Linked DNA regions of Mus musculus: regions 2, 3, 4 and 5 are each linked to region 1. The links are chromatin contacts, called in public HiCAR-type and promoter capture Hi-C maps. All regions are on one chromosome and are shown on one strand. Each heading gives the region's core, a stretch centred on a gene start, on an enhancer-like site or on the middle of the called end of the contact. The rest is flanking DNA. Distances are from core to core; before and after follow the strand shown. Region 1 holds the start of Ctxn2 (cortexin 2). Region 2 has its middle 22 kb from the start of 4930583P06Rik. Region 3 has its middle 190 kb from the start of Sema6d. Region 4 has its middle 43 kb from the start of 4930517E11Rik. Region 5 has its middle 160 kb from the start of Sema6d.

Evidence for each region. Promoter capture Hi-C pulls out the DNA fragments that hold promoters and counts their contacts. HiCAR-type assays count read pairs that join an accessible place to other places.
Region 2: a contact with region 1 is called in a HiCAR-type map of astrocytes, with 2.8 times the contacts expected there. The contact joins the enhancer-like site here to the promoter of Ctxn2 in region 1. A contact is called at or near these places in 5 of 39 promoter capture datasets (3T3-L1-derived adipocytes, cranial neural crest, embryonic stem cells and 1 more), 6 of 115 datasets of contacts at active chromatin or transcription factors (astrocytes, embryonic forebrain, embryonic midbrain and 3 more) and 1 of 9 other capture datasets (embryonic stem cells).
Region 3: a contact with region 1 is called in a HiCAR-type map of astrocytes, with 2.6 times the contacts expected there. The contact joins the enhancer-like site here to the promoter of Ctxn2 in region 1. A contact is called at or near these places in 4 of 39 promoter capture datasets (the 3T3-L1 cell line, cranial neural crest, hippocampal neurons and 1 more), 2 of 115 datasets of contacts at active chromatin or transcription factors (astrocytes and embryonic forebrain) and 1 of 9 other capture datasets (macrophages).
Region 4: a contact with region 1 is called in a HiCAR-type map of astrocytes, with 4 times the contacts expected there. The contact joins the enhancer-like site here to the promoter of Ctxn2 in region 1. A contact is called at or near these places in 9 of 39 promoter capture datasets (3T3-L1-derived adipocytes, the C10 cell line, cranial neural crest and 5 more) and 6 of 115 datasets of contacts at active chromatin or transcription factors (astrocytes, embryonic forebrain, forebrain and 3 more).
Region 5: a promoter capture Hi-C map of hippocampal neurons shows a contact between it and region 1, with 4 times the contacts expected there. The contact joins the enhancer-like site here to the promoter of Ctxn2 in region 1. A contact is called at or near these places in 4 of 39 promoter capture datasets (the 3T3-L1 cell line, the C10 cell line, embryonic stem cells and 1 more), 3 of 115 datasets of contacts at active chromatin or transcription factors (astrocytes, embryonic forebrain and large pre-B cells) and 1 of 9 other capture datasets (adipose tissue).

The regions. Positions count from the first base shown.
Region 1 is chr2:125,135,373-125,138,072 of GRCm38.p6, reverse strand. It overlaps Ctxn2 (cortexin 2), which reads right to left and starts at 1,381. Exons shown (of 2, transcript NM_001162934.1): 1 at 793-1,381.
Region 2 is chr2:124,243,435-124,246,134 of GRCm38.p6, reverse strand. It overlaps a transcript of Sema6d not described here. Among named protein-coding and RNA genes, the nearest start is that of 4930583P06Rik, 22 kb to the right of the region's middle. Within about 2 kb of position 1,429, at least 25 of the 459 cell types and tissues checked have an H3K27ac peak or open chromatin away from gene starts, as enhancers often do. A contact at or near this core is called in 3T3-L1-derived adipocytes and astrocytes, where this site is marked.
Region 3 is chr2:124,460,437-124,463,136 of GRCm38.p6, reverse strand. It overlaps a transcript of Sema6d not described here. Among named protein-coding and RNA genes, the nearest start is that of Sema6d, 190 kb to the left of the region's middle. Within about 2 kb of position 1,401, at least 21 of the 459 cell types and tissues checked have an H3K27ac peak or open chromatin away from gene starts, as enhancers often do. A contact at or near this core is called in astrocytes, where this site is marked.
Region 4 is chr2:124,171,560-124,174,259 of GRCm38.p6, reverse strand. It overlaps a transcript of Sema6d not described here. Among named protein-coding and RNA genes, the nearest start is that of 4930517E11Rik, 43 kb to the right of the region's middle. Within about 2 kb of position 1,284, at least 12 of the 459 cell types and tissues checked have an H3K27ac peak or open chromatin away from gene starts, as enhancers often do. A contact at or near this core is called in astrocytes and forebrain, where this site is marked.
Region 5 is chr2:124,489,240-124,491,939 of GRCm38.p6, reverse strand. It overlaps a transcript of Sema6d not described here. Among named protein-coding and RNA genes, the nearest start is that of Sema6d, 160 kb to the left of the region's middle. Within about 2 kb of position 1,334, at least 13 of the 459 cell types and tissues checked have an H3K27ac peak or open chromatin away from gene starts, as enhancers often do. A contact at or near this core is called in hippocampal neurons, where this site is marked.

The DNA of each region.
Region 1 (2,700 bases), core at 132-2,631:
ATTTTGAATTAATGATTCGATACTTTGGTAGTGAGCAAGCACATTCAATGTGTCTCTTTTCTTTCATAGCAAACGTCAGATACAGGGCTCTCTAAGTCCTGATGAGTCATAGCATTGGCCCATGGCAGTACCTGTAGATATCAAAGGGCCCTATGTCATGGAGTCACTTTGTAGTTAGCAACAAATAACTGACAACAACAACAACAACGTCCTCTGTGCTCAGTTGTTTACATCATATTATTGCCAGTAACTGACTAAAGAGAGTATTTTTATACCTGCTATGTAACCTTTCGTGTTCATGAGTAAATGTGGTAGGTAAATTTTTTACTGTGAATTATTTACTGATTAGGAGCTATCAAATTCATTTTTCAAAAAACGGTTATTTAATTGCCACAGATTAGCATGCAGTTGCAGAAGCTAATGGTAAAGTGTAGGCACCTCCTAAGAACCTCCCATGTCTTTATTTTAATCAACAGGTTTTCCTTCTTGTTTATTTATCTAGCAATAACATCATAAACATTAAATCTGAAATAGTTATACTTGGAGTGCAAGATGATTGCACTCTAATGAGAGGATACTTGTAATTTTATGAAACAAGACATGCAAACTCAAGCTTAAAAAAAAATCACAAGCTCTTCTGTACAAAAACAACAGACCCTTCATCAAATATAAAGGTTGCTAAATCCTGTTTAAATAAGCAATAGCAGAAAGCACTACTGAGGCCACATCTGTACACAGCTATCATTTAGGAATGGATGTGTTGGAATCAAAAGAAAACCTTAAATTACAAACCCAGATGTCTTCATCATGCTGAAGTGCATGCATTTTGGTTTCCTAGAGTTCCAAAACCTCGGATCTTCAAGAATCTACCCCAAAGCTCTGGAGACGTCAACCTTGAGAGATTTTCCTTAAGAGAACAACTGGCTGGCTCCTCAGACACCCATTCCTTCCAAAGCACTGGTCGATCTGAAAATTCTCAACATGTCTCACTAAAGAAGCCTAGACCATTGCTAGTGTTCTACCTTGCGTTGTCGCCAGTTGCCTTCTACATATTAAACTGCAGGAAGCATGGAAACTTCCTACAAGACACTATGGGAGAAACATCAGCAATCTGTATACACACAACACGTTTTCTTTCTTTCTTTTTTCTTTCTTGACAGCATCAGCAGCTGCAGAGGCATTCGTTTCTTTTTAGAATTTGAGCTCACCAAACCTACAAGCTCTCCCTGCCCCCCACTCGGCTCTCCTGTTTCTAAAATCCAAGAGAAAAAGGACACCTTCTCCTGGGGACTGGCGCTGGAACCCTGTTGGTGAATGCTGAGGAAGGGGGAGAAAGTTACTTCGCAGGCAGCAGGGATGGATGGGCTCACCTTCCATGTTTGTTGCCATGGAGATGAATTCCAGCCAGTAGACTTGTTGGCAGGTTTGTCTGTGCTCGCCGATCTCGGTTCGTGTAAACGGCGTGTTCTGAGGACCTGCGTGGAGTCACAGGACCGTGGGTAGCGCTTTCCTGGCCTACGTGTGTAAATAATGTCTGTGTCTGGGTGAGAGACAGGACACGGGCAGCCGCGGAAGGACCCGTGCGCGAGTGTTTGCAGGAAAATGTGTGTGCATGTGTGCCTTTCTCCGATGTGACAATGTGTAAATATTTGCGAGTATGTAGATGTGAAAGCAACGAGGTGGGACGTGAGATAGGGAAGGGACTAACAGCAGCAACAGGGTCTGGTTTTCAGGTCCGTCAGAAAAAGCAGAGACCAGGGCTCGTTTTCACTCACATCGCATCCTGAAGCTTAGCAATCGGGGTTCGTCACTATTTGTGCATCTTGGGGTAGTGAGGATTTAATTAATTCATTGCGAAAATCCTTGTCTCTGTTATGTCCCCAGCTGTGCCGAAGGCATTTCGCTGTGAGTGGAAACAGCAGTCCCGGGTTGTTAGAAGGCACTAGATTTTTATGTTTCCTTTGATCAGACAAAGGAAAAAAACGGTGTGAAAAGTGCACTGGTTTAACCGAATACTGATGCGTCACTTAGTCTTTTGGTGTTCATTTCCACTACCCACGCCCCCTTTACTCCACCCCACCCCTTCCCGCAGACGCCCTGGAGCTGTCCGCAGTGCTGAAACGCTGAAGCTGACCTCTTTCCTGCAAGAAGATACTGAACTACCATTGTGACAAAACCATTAGGTAGATGCGGTGCAGGTTTTCTAAAACGTGGTTGAATATTCACATTGTAAACAGACCTCACTGGAAGCAAAGCAGAACACGTTAAAGCAACACAGCCACCGGCCCTCTCACCTCTCCTCGAGAGGTTCCTCCACACTCACCTTTAGTATTATTAACAGCCATCATGTTTTGTCACGATTCCCAGAACCTATCCTTGGCACGCACCTGTAGATTCCCTACGAACTTAATTGCTCATCTTATGAACTCTTCAGTCGTTAATATTTGAGAAAATGCAGATACAGAATTTGTACATTATCATTGCTGCTGTTGTTATTTAGTGGAGAACTTGGGCGTGACGATATTTGACAAATTTTATGACTATCTAGAGTATTATCACTTAGGAAATGAAACAGTCTTACAAAGATGTTGCACAGAGTGTCAGCCACAAATGGAATATCTACATCATTTCCTTCAAATCCCAAAGACTATTGAGGGAGAGGAAGAGGAAAGATGATGAGAACCAGAGGGTAGACAAGAG
Region 2 (2,700 bases), core at 180-2,679, 890 kb after region 1:
ACAGTTTTGAATGCTGCTGCAGAGCACAGTTCTCAGGGACAATACCCCAATCAGCCTGACAGACAGACAGACAGACAGACAGACAGACAACAGATATGTTCAGGAAATCCCACTTATCTCTGACATTGATAGAGACAGTCTGATGTTTACAAAGCAGGTGAAAGAAAACCAGCTTTTGTTTTAAGCAGTTTCTTGAGTGGCTATTCTTTGTTGGAGACACTGATTTTATACAGAGATAGATGTGTGTGTGTGTCTGTCTTTTCCCCCCACCGATTGAGCAAGGCTTCCCCATGTGGAGAGATTTCTTATCCTTCCATGTGGCCTCACCATTCCTGCCCACCCAGGACTCCTGTGCTAGGATTCTGAAGTCCCTTGCAGTTCCCCATCCCAAACACCACCCTCTGCTTCTCTTCTTGCAGCAGAGTCACTCAGCAGTATGACAGCAATCACTTCTTATTTCCATCCAGTTGCATTACTGGGAATTACTGAATTTCCCCCATGAGGCCACTTGGGCCCATTTCCTGATGGCTCCAATCTGACAGCCAACCCCTGAAATCATTTCATGTTATTAAGAAATAAATTTATTATCACTGAATAAGTTATATATTTGATTCAAAGTTCAGGCTAAATGGAAAATTAGATTATTACTATCTTCCTGCAAAGATTTTATTATTAATTTGTTCATCTGAAATTTAATAATTTCAGGCAAGTCAAATAAATTATTTACGATTGTATTTTACCCCAAGATACAAATCCTGCATATCCCTAGGCTTTCAATTTCTCTTCATATATTGATACTTTGGAAGTTGAATTGCAGAAGGCAAAAGAAATATAGTAGAAAGTAAGGTCACTGATCATCAGAGATCAGGAACCAATTACTATTTTAAGACCGGGTGTTTGTTTAAATTATCACTGTAATAGAGAAACAATAGATGACTTCATATCTAAATCATGCCCCTGATTCCATCATGGGAGAAACCAGAAGCTGTTTAATTTCTGAGTCACATATCCACAAGGGGTCAACAGAGGAATTTGTGGGGACTGCTGTTATTTAACATATTTTACCTCACAGCAAGGCAGGCACCTTTTAAGTACACATTTCTGCCCATCTCCACAGCAACAAGTAACCTAATAGAGAGCCACTCTCCCCCGATTCCATTGTCTGTGGAGAGTTGTTTATCTTTCTTTAGCAAGCTCTGCAGAAAGAAGAGCAGTTTTCCAAAACTCAGATGAACAATTTGGGCTTACGAAGTAGCATTTTGGTTTTCTCACAGTAGCAATTTTAGGCGACACCAGTGCTTGGCCAGAAAGCTGAACACAAGTTATAAACAACCATTCATATAACCACTGGGTGGACATTGTGATGGAGCCAACTTTTCTGTGCAACATCTCCATTGTGAAACCAGTTTGGCATTTGGTTTGTAAAAGGAGAAGGCAGACTGAGTGTGTGGGTCAGGGGGCAGTGGGGGTGCTGATGTGGACTTCTGGCTGTGCTCAGTAGACTGGCATGAGGTAGTCAGCTGAATTAGCTATATTCAAATGCAGGTCAGTTGGGATAATAAAAGGAAGTTAGGAGAAGTTACTTGGTAGGTAACATCAAAGGAAGAGCAGAAGAGATCTGAATGAGGGAACTGAGCAGAGTATGCAAATCTTGGAATGTAATATCCATGTGTTCCATTGTCTACTAAGCCTGTGTCTCTGAAAACAACACAAAACAACAAAACTGTTCAGGTACTTCTAAAATACTGGCCCATTTTACATATGCTTGTTAATGGTGTCTTCTGTTTGAAAACATTCAATCCCATTTTAAAGAAGATGTCTTCTTTATACAGCCTGTGTCTGTAATTGTTCGTGTAAACCATGGAGAACTGCATGGCTAGAACAGGTAATCTAAATGATTCAGACTCAATATAGAATGAGCTTGGGCTCACACACACACACCACTGACAGCAAAGCAGCATTCCTTTTCCCCATTTCACACCTATTAATGCAATAGGGCATAAATATATAATGACTATTGTCTTTTAAATTATTTCCAATGCATTATAAATTCTCATCCACACAACTTATTAGTAGAATAAAATTATATTTGCCATGCGTCCATGGTCATTTAATTTTCAGCAGACTTATGCAAGTAAATCCACATCCTTCTCTTTGTCTTCTAAGAATTAGGTCTGTAACTAGGTCAATAGACCAGTTCTTTTCTGAAATGTGGGGAAACTGAATTTGACTCCTCTTTCAGTCTCCCATGGCCTGGTATGACATCATCCTCTTGGCTCACACACAAGATAAAATGACTGAAACGTACAAGATATCCACCAACATCACAGTTTAGCAGGCACACTGAAAAGAAGAAATAAATCAAGTGGCTATCCTTGGAGATAAGAGGAGAGGAGCTGATGCAATAGAAGCTAACAGACTTTGGAAGGGAGCAGAAAGATGGAGAGGAAGGAAGAAATTGAAGGAAGGGAGAGGGGCAGGTCCAGGAGGTAAGCTCAAGGCTCTACAGCCAACCAGTGTGCACTTGAGAGCCTTCTACCCAAGAGCAGGTCTGCACAGATTCTTCTACCCAGTTTCCTGAACTTTCTTTCACATTCATGCCTCTCTCTTCCCAGATTCTGCTTTGAAGCATTTTAGGGGTCCAGCCAGTTTGGGCTTTCAGAGCATTTGAACCACTTAGAGACTTGAGGTTTTTAAATG
Region 3 (2,700 bases), core at 152-2,651, 670 kb after region 1:
ATGTACTCTTCCTCTGTCTCTGTCTCTCTCGCTCTGTTTGTGTGCATGCACGCGTGCGTGCGTGTGTGTGTGTGTGTGTGTGTGTGTGTGTACATTGTGTAAGGCTTGTCTCTTAATGCTACACTAGACAAAAGCCTTTTCCTGAAGGCTGATCTCACCGAGTCAGCAAAACAGGAGGGAAAGCAGTAGATACTTTTCTGTATGTGTATTATGCTGCAAAAATTAAAAACAACACAGTAATGAACAAATTATTTCTTTTTTTTTTTTTTTTTTTTTTTGGTTTTTTGAGACAGGGTTTCTCTGTGTAGCCCTGGCTGTCCTGGAACTCACTCTGTAGACCAAGCTGGCCTCGAACTCAGAAATCCGCCTGCCTCTGCCTCCCGAGTGCTGGGATTAAAGGTGTGCGCCACCACGCCCGGCGAACAAATTATTTCTAAGAGTAGTTTATATAGTTGAAATCATCTCTAAGCTGCACTGAAGACACTTTTGCTCACAAGGAACCAATCACTCTAAGAGTAATTGTGTAGTCACTCCTTGGAGATAGCACCCTGCGTGGCCTTGTATTCAGAGATAGACAGCAACTCGTGACAACTTCACGCCCTTATAGAGCCAACAGTAATGTTGGTCTGACCCACAACCAGTGTGTGATCTGGGTTCTGACTAATTCTGCTTCTGTATACCTGGCTCAGTATTAGAAAGCAAGTTCGTTCCAACCAGAAAAGAGATGGGGCTTGTTTTTCAAGGACATTTTGTTAGAACAAAGAATTGTTTTGGTTTGTTAGTTCTAGGTAAAGATCAGGAATGTATTTGTTGAACACACACATGCGCGGGCACACACACATGTACACACACATACATACACATGTGTACACACACATATATACATGTACACACACATACACACATGTACATGTGTACATACACACATGTATACACACACAAACATGGACCCACATGCCCATGTACACACAGATGCACATGTTTGTTTATCATCAGACAACCAATTCTGAGACCTCATAGTTTCATAATTTAATCAATATTACAATTTTTCTATTCCTTACCAAACAATGCTTTTACAAAACTTCAGTATTTGTGGTTTCGATGATCATTACCAGTGAGGCACATGGAAGTCTAAGTATGCCTAAACCACAGTGGCTAAGAAAAATTGTGCTTCAGTGGTTTTTCAAGAATCCTTCTGGGCCACAAAACAGTTTCAAGCATCTGATATTCAACTTTCTCAAACCCACATTAGGCTGGTCATGGCTCTGGGATGTTTGTAAGTCACTCTGTAATTGTAAATAGTTCATCAAATTCACTGCAGAATTCAGACTTGCCCTCTGACTTTATGTACTGCTCTGAACTCAGGAATTCTCTAATCAGTGAGGAGAGCATTTGCAATTGGCATTCTCCCGGCCAATGGCCATGGTGGCCGCTTGAATACATTCCAGAAACATTTGCCTCTGAAAATATCCTTTGTCTTGTTTTCAAATGCTTTCTCCTAAAGTGGCCTCCAGGATTTTCCCACCCAGTTATAAAGTGAACATAGCTATGCTAAGGCTCAAATGTACTTCCAGTCAGAGGAATGAAGCAAGATTTCCCACTAGAAATGCTCTCATGACTCTTGTCAGTTTAAAACAATCAGAGCAAGTGTGCAAGATAAGACGGAAGCCCCAGTTTGTGGAAGGGCAGGAGTGCAAGGGAGGGGCCTCAGATCATGTTTTCTGTCTTGTACCATTCCACACTGCCCACACACTAACATTTATGTCAGTGTTGGTTCTGCATTTATGATTCAAACACTTTTTAGCCCAGATGAATATTTGGGAGAACATAAAACTGTCTGCACTTTAATGACTCTCTTTAGATTGGCTACATGTATGTAGGCTTTCTTACAGTGTTGGGCTACACTATCAGACATCCTTGCCTCTTCTGACTGGCTGAATCATTAGGTTGGGCTGTCCTGTTTCTTTTGGCCATAACTTATCCCTTGGGACAGCACAATCGAGGACTGCTGTAAAGTACCCAGTCTGTCTTCTATCACGGGTCACTGTCTGGCACAAAAGCAGCTGTGGCTTTTAGAGTGGAGGGAAGATCATGGGGTCCAGATGAGAACCAGGCCTGAAACTTCAGGGGCCAGCTGAGCTAAGAGCAGGGCAAACCTAGACCAGAAACTCTAGTTTCATCTGCTGCAGACCGGATGATCTCAAAGTCAAGTAGTTCTCTCCTTCTCAGTCAAAGACACAGTGGAAACAGTGAAAAGCCAAAATAGAACTTCACTGATCTGGATCCAGGCATTCTTAAATATTTACATTTAAACAAAACAAAACACACCCCAAATCCCTATAATTGTTCTGTTCACAAGGTAATTACAGGATTTGCAGCAAGTTGCCTACTGTGTGGCTCAGTCTAAGCAGCATAGCCTGGTTGTGGGTTTCAATTTACGTTGAAGCCTGAACTATTTTTTCAAATGTCACTGGTGGACCCCTAATTGTGCATATCACCTCTCTTGAGGATAACATCAAAGGCCTGATCCAGGTGAATCATGGCTCAGTGGACCACCTGCTTTGGGTCAAGGCACTCAGAGCCAGCATGAGGGCCAGCGAACACAGAAATGCCTGCGTTTCTCCAAATAACACAAGCAAATAATACAACGGGGATCAGACAAGGGCGTAAGATTGAGATGAGGCCACATAGGAGGCTGAA
Region 4 (2,700 bases), core at 35-2,534, 960 kb after region 1:
CACAAGAGGCCCATCAGCACATTGAGATACCATCAAGTATTAATAATGACAGCAATAATGGGGTAATAATATGCAGTGTTTGGATAATGGAAGACAGTAGATTGAAAATTACCCAGTCATAGATAGCAAAGACACAGGAGAAGACCATATATAGTTAGACCTAATGGTAAACTCCGTCCAGTGAAGGTGGCATCCCTGTAAAAGGAAGATGTTCATTCTCTGGTGGAGATGAGAGGAAGAGGCAGACAGGGTTCAGGAAGGACGTCAGTCAATCTTCAGTCCTATCCCAGACTATGTGGGTATGACAAGTCCAGTGTGGAATTCTTCCCTTGTTTATAGAAGTGGTTGAGAGATCTTGAAAGTGAAAAGCTGAGGCTACAGTGAGCAGAACTGTGCCCTTGGACACAGGTTTCATCTCTGAACACTGAGGTAGCATTTCTTGTATAGTCTTCCATACACTAGGAGACCCTTCTTTTCTGGCCTTTTCAGAAACTCCAGTTGGATAAGCACATTGCCATGGTCTTCTAGCTTCCATCTTAGATTCATGGTTTTTCTTTTTATGTCTCTGCCAGCTGTTACTGGATGATGATAATCATGATATGGTCTTTTCTCCCTGCAGAACGGAAGCCACTGGAGACCTGGGAGGGCCTGAGTAGACATCACTAAATATCCCATTATTAAAACAAATGAACACCCTACTCTAAGATTAGGACAGATATATAAGCTGTATGATATGGTCAGAAGAACAGAATAAAGTATGAATTTCTAAAGCCATGGTCATTTTTACTATATTACTTCAATGTCTAAGTTATTCAAGTAAGTTATATGACACTGACTGCTTAAAAGGGCATTTACATCTGAAAAATACAAGTATGAATATAGATGAATATATATGAGTAAATTGATTTATGTGTTATAGCACATTAACTAAATATGTTATTTCTAGCCATATAAATAAAAAGGATTTAAGTTTATATATTTAGTCCTTAAAGTATCTCAATTACTATTTAATGAAAAGAAATTCTCTTTTATGTTTAATAATGTCATTCTATCTACACAGAATGATTCTCCACCTCCTAGTTTCTCAATGTTTCTCTTCTTCTTCCACTCCAGTTAAGTTCTCATAGAACGGGTAGAAGTCATCGCCCTTTGAGCCCATAATACTGAAAGTTAAATGAGACATTCTCATTTTATTTTTATGAGAAAGAATGTTGTGAATGTTGTATTGTTTTCAGATCTGGGTTGCTACTTGGCATGCCGAGGGGGCCACAGTTGACCCTGGTAGGCTCGGCATTCCAGCTCCACTTGAAAGCTTCGCAGCAATTCCTGTGATTTCTGTTATGCGTTTGGCTTTTACTGGCAAGATGAATGCACCCTTGTGTTTCTTAGATGAAAATAATTTTTTTTCTCTCTGTCAAATGGGCAGCATGTTGCCAGAGGCTCTAAGGAGCTGCTTCCTCCCCAGGATCACCTAGTGAATCTTTACTTAAAGAGCACTGAACTGCCTTTGTCTTGTTACAGGCAGTTAACATATCTGATAGAAGTCTACCTTTCCCAGGCAACAACTTCAGCTTTCCCAGGAGGAAGCTATAGCAATGTGCTCCTTCTTATTACTCTGAGGCTGCCACCACAGCATTCCCAGGCCCAACATGGGAGGCAGAATCCAGGCTGCACAGGGTATGTGGGCTCCCCTCTCATTTTCTCCACCTTCAGTCGCAGTCTAAACCCCTGACTTTTATTGTCCTGGTGTTCTTGTTAGCCTCTCTACCCCTTGAAGCTTTATGCTTCTGAAGTTTCTGCAGGATTGAACACAATCGGTTCTCAATTCGCTTCTCTAGAAGCAGCAGTAGCCCCAGAGGAGAGCCAGCTTCTCTCAAATGCTCTTGCTTTCCTGAAGACAGAACACGTTTTCCCTTTCACTGAACATCTAATCCCCTAGTTCTTTGTTATCACACTGTTTCAAGAGAAAAAATTACATTACTTAGAGAATATAAATCCCGAAAAACAAATGCTTGGATATGAATTTAGTTCACCCTTTCCATCTCTATTTTGGTATGATCTGTTGGCACCCTATCAGCCGGCATAAGATTTTCATTTTATCTGCATCTTGGGTCCAGCTATTGGGTTTCCATCTTTTTTTTTTTTAAACCCTCCCCTCCCTTTCAACTCCAGGTTGCCCAGCAACTTCAAACAGCTGGTTGCCAAAACAGGAGAAGTAAATGGGATTAACTCTGGAGGAAACTAATTGAAGAAAGCATTAGTACACTATGCCGCCAATCAGGATTCTTCCAATAGTTGCTGATCACTCAGTACTCTGCTGTCTTAACTGAGCGTGTGGACTGTGCTGTGTACAGGTGGAAGGACTGCCACCAACTTGTAATTGTCAAGGCAGTAGTGACTGCAGCTACCATATTAACACCAGCACCAGCTCTCTGCTGGAGAAAGGGCATAATGTCAGGTCATGTGTCTTCCCTGGCTCACTCCACTCCTGCACATGCATTCACTGGCTCACTCCATTCAGTGATTACTTTTGCGACCACCATAGGCCACTATAGAAGTTCTGTGAGCTTAGCTGTGAGCCAGTCCTTGGTTACAAGCTTAGCACCCTTCTCCTCAAGCTTCCAGATACTGAACAGAGTTTCTTAAACTGTCTAAGTCTAAATTTCAACATTGAGAAAATGAGCTTATCAATGCCCATAT
Region 5 (2,700 bases), core at 85-2,584, 650 kb after region 1:
TTTTCTGACCTCCACCCCGACCCTAGATGTGTATACAGAGAAATGGCTGTTCTAGGCCTCTATTACTATTTAAATAAAAACATTTTTTTAAACATTCAATGAAGATTAGTATTAGGAAGTCTCACACTTTCTTCCTGTTTCATTACTATTTATTGTTATAAACTTCGACAGCCTTGAAAATATGCCTTCACTGTTTTTCTGTGTCTTTATATATATTTTTAATAAGGTCTTGCTGTGTAGCTTGGGCATTCCTTGAGCCTGCCATCATCCAGTCTTTACTTCGTGAGTGCAGTAGATAATAAGGTCTATCTTTCAGTTTTCAGGATCTATGCAAATGACAGCATGGAAACAGCCAGAGGTGACGTACAATTTTAAAGAAACAGTATTTTCTAGACAGAACAGGGCTGATACACATATGAGATTACAGAGACTGTGACACCACAAACATGAAAAACTCCAGGCAGGCCAAATCACAGCGTGGAGGAAGGGATGAAGGCACAAAATCGCAGCCCCAGCGAAGATGCTATTCACAAACATTAGCTACTAGGAAATGGAAGATTAGTTTTCTTCAGTGGTGTGACCCTGGGCATCTCCACCCCACTCCAGGGCAGGCCTCATGCTCAAGACTAGTTGGTCAGAACAGATTTTGGCTCCATGATTTCTTCTCTCTCTCTCTCTCTCTCTCTCTCTCTCTCTCTCTCTTTCTGTGTGTGTCTATATTCGTTTTACCTTTTAACATTTTGTTTTGAAAGGGAGAGAAAGAACAGAGTTGGGTGGGTAGGGAGGGCTTGAGAGGAGTTGAAGGATGAAAAAGAATATGCTAAAATTATACTGTAGGAAAATTTCAAAGAATAAAAATATGGTTAAGATTTAAAAAAAAAGCAATTTTGAGTACAAGCAGGTGCTTCCACACCTAGCATAAAAAATATTTGTAAAAAGCCCCCAATATCTAGTAGAGTTTATCTTACTTGTTTCCCCCTACGATCTGAAAACTTAACAGTTTCTAAAAGTAACATGGTGAATAAGAGAAGATGTTAAAAATACTAGTCTCTATGTGTAGACAGAACCGTAATTAATACCTAGGAAGCCAGATGCTCTACAGAAAAGATGCCTCTATTTTCCAATTAACACATGGTGAGTTTTACATTTTTCAATTGGAAGCCCAGCCTCCGAACAAGCAAGGCGTCCAAATGTACTGCACACACACGTAGCTTCAGAGAGACGTCGCACACTGTAAACACACCCCATCTTATTAGCTTCAGAACTGCTCTCATTATAAACAGACTCGCTTATCCGTCCTCCTTCTGATGCACATGAAGCAGAACTTGGATGTGTGCCCTCTTGAAAAAAACCGATTCCTGCCTTCACCAACCAGATGGTGCACATCCTCTACACCCAGTCCTCGATGGGAATCCAAAGGGGTTTCTATTGTGTTCTATAATATGATTAGTAAATCCGCAATAGCGTGTTCTTACAGAGACTTCTGGAAGTTAGACAACTTGGCTAATGTGGTCCTGCAGAGTTGGATAGAAGGCCTCATGCAGCCGAGGAGTCAGGGCTATGAGGAGGGGCTTCTGCTTTTTAATTCTTCCAAAATAGGCTGCAGTGGAGGTGTGGGGCCCTTCCACATTGGCTCACAAAGAAGCTGTCTTCTGTCTTTGAAACTTAGAGACAAAAAGTCTGCTGTCTCATAAAAGGGCTAATCAAGCAAGAAAGCCTCTCTCTCATCCCCTCCCTCCCTTCCTTTGCACCCCCCTCCTGGTCTGATCCTGCCATATCATATTTGTAGTAGTCTTCATTCACCAGCACCACCAGCAGAGACAACACCCACTTCTAACTACTATTTGAATGTAGCACTCACCACAACAGAAAAAAATGCCATTCTGAGTTTAGCCAACAAATTGGGGAATAGTATACTGTCTCATACCTTGGAGATGGCTCTGTCTTGGTAGAATCTAGAAAGGAGAAAAGACAAATACATGCATTAGTGTTTTATTACTCCTGATTTTTGAAACCATGGAACTGAATTAAACAAATATAGTTTTTCTAATAATTTAATGAAACAGCTAATTTCTCCACTTAATCTAACTATTTGGGAACCATTGGGAGTGAGGGGGAAACATTTGGGGGCAAGGTTAGAGGAAGCATGCACCAAGTGTAAATACCATGTCAGTCTAGGCATTGGAATTGTGAAATAGCATTTTGAGGCAAAAAAAAAAAAAATCATACACACACACACACACACACACACCCAACCAACCAACCAGCCAACCAACCAACCAACCAAAAAAAAAAAAAAAAAAAAACCCTTTGACAGCTTGAAGATTGCCTGTCAACTGAGTCTTATGTATCCTATTGCTCTTCACAGATCAGAGGAAAAAAAATTCCTCTGTGTTAAGACCCTGTTCACCAAATGTAGCATCACAAATCAGTCTCTGTACAGTAGTCTAGTTTAGCAGTAAGGCTATGCTGGTCATGTGACAGCAGCATGGACTCGGCATAGGTCACATCCTGTGACCCGTGCCATTCTGTAGACCTGAGTGTGAAGAAAAGCTTTTGAGTAGCTCAGTGTAACGCCTCTGCTGAAGTTTGATGCTCAGTTCAGCCGAACATCGCATCTTCTTCTTACTTTGCTTTTCAGGAGCTCTCTTTTATATCCTGAATCTGTGTGCATTTCAACTGGGGCTAGAAAGATTTAAT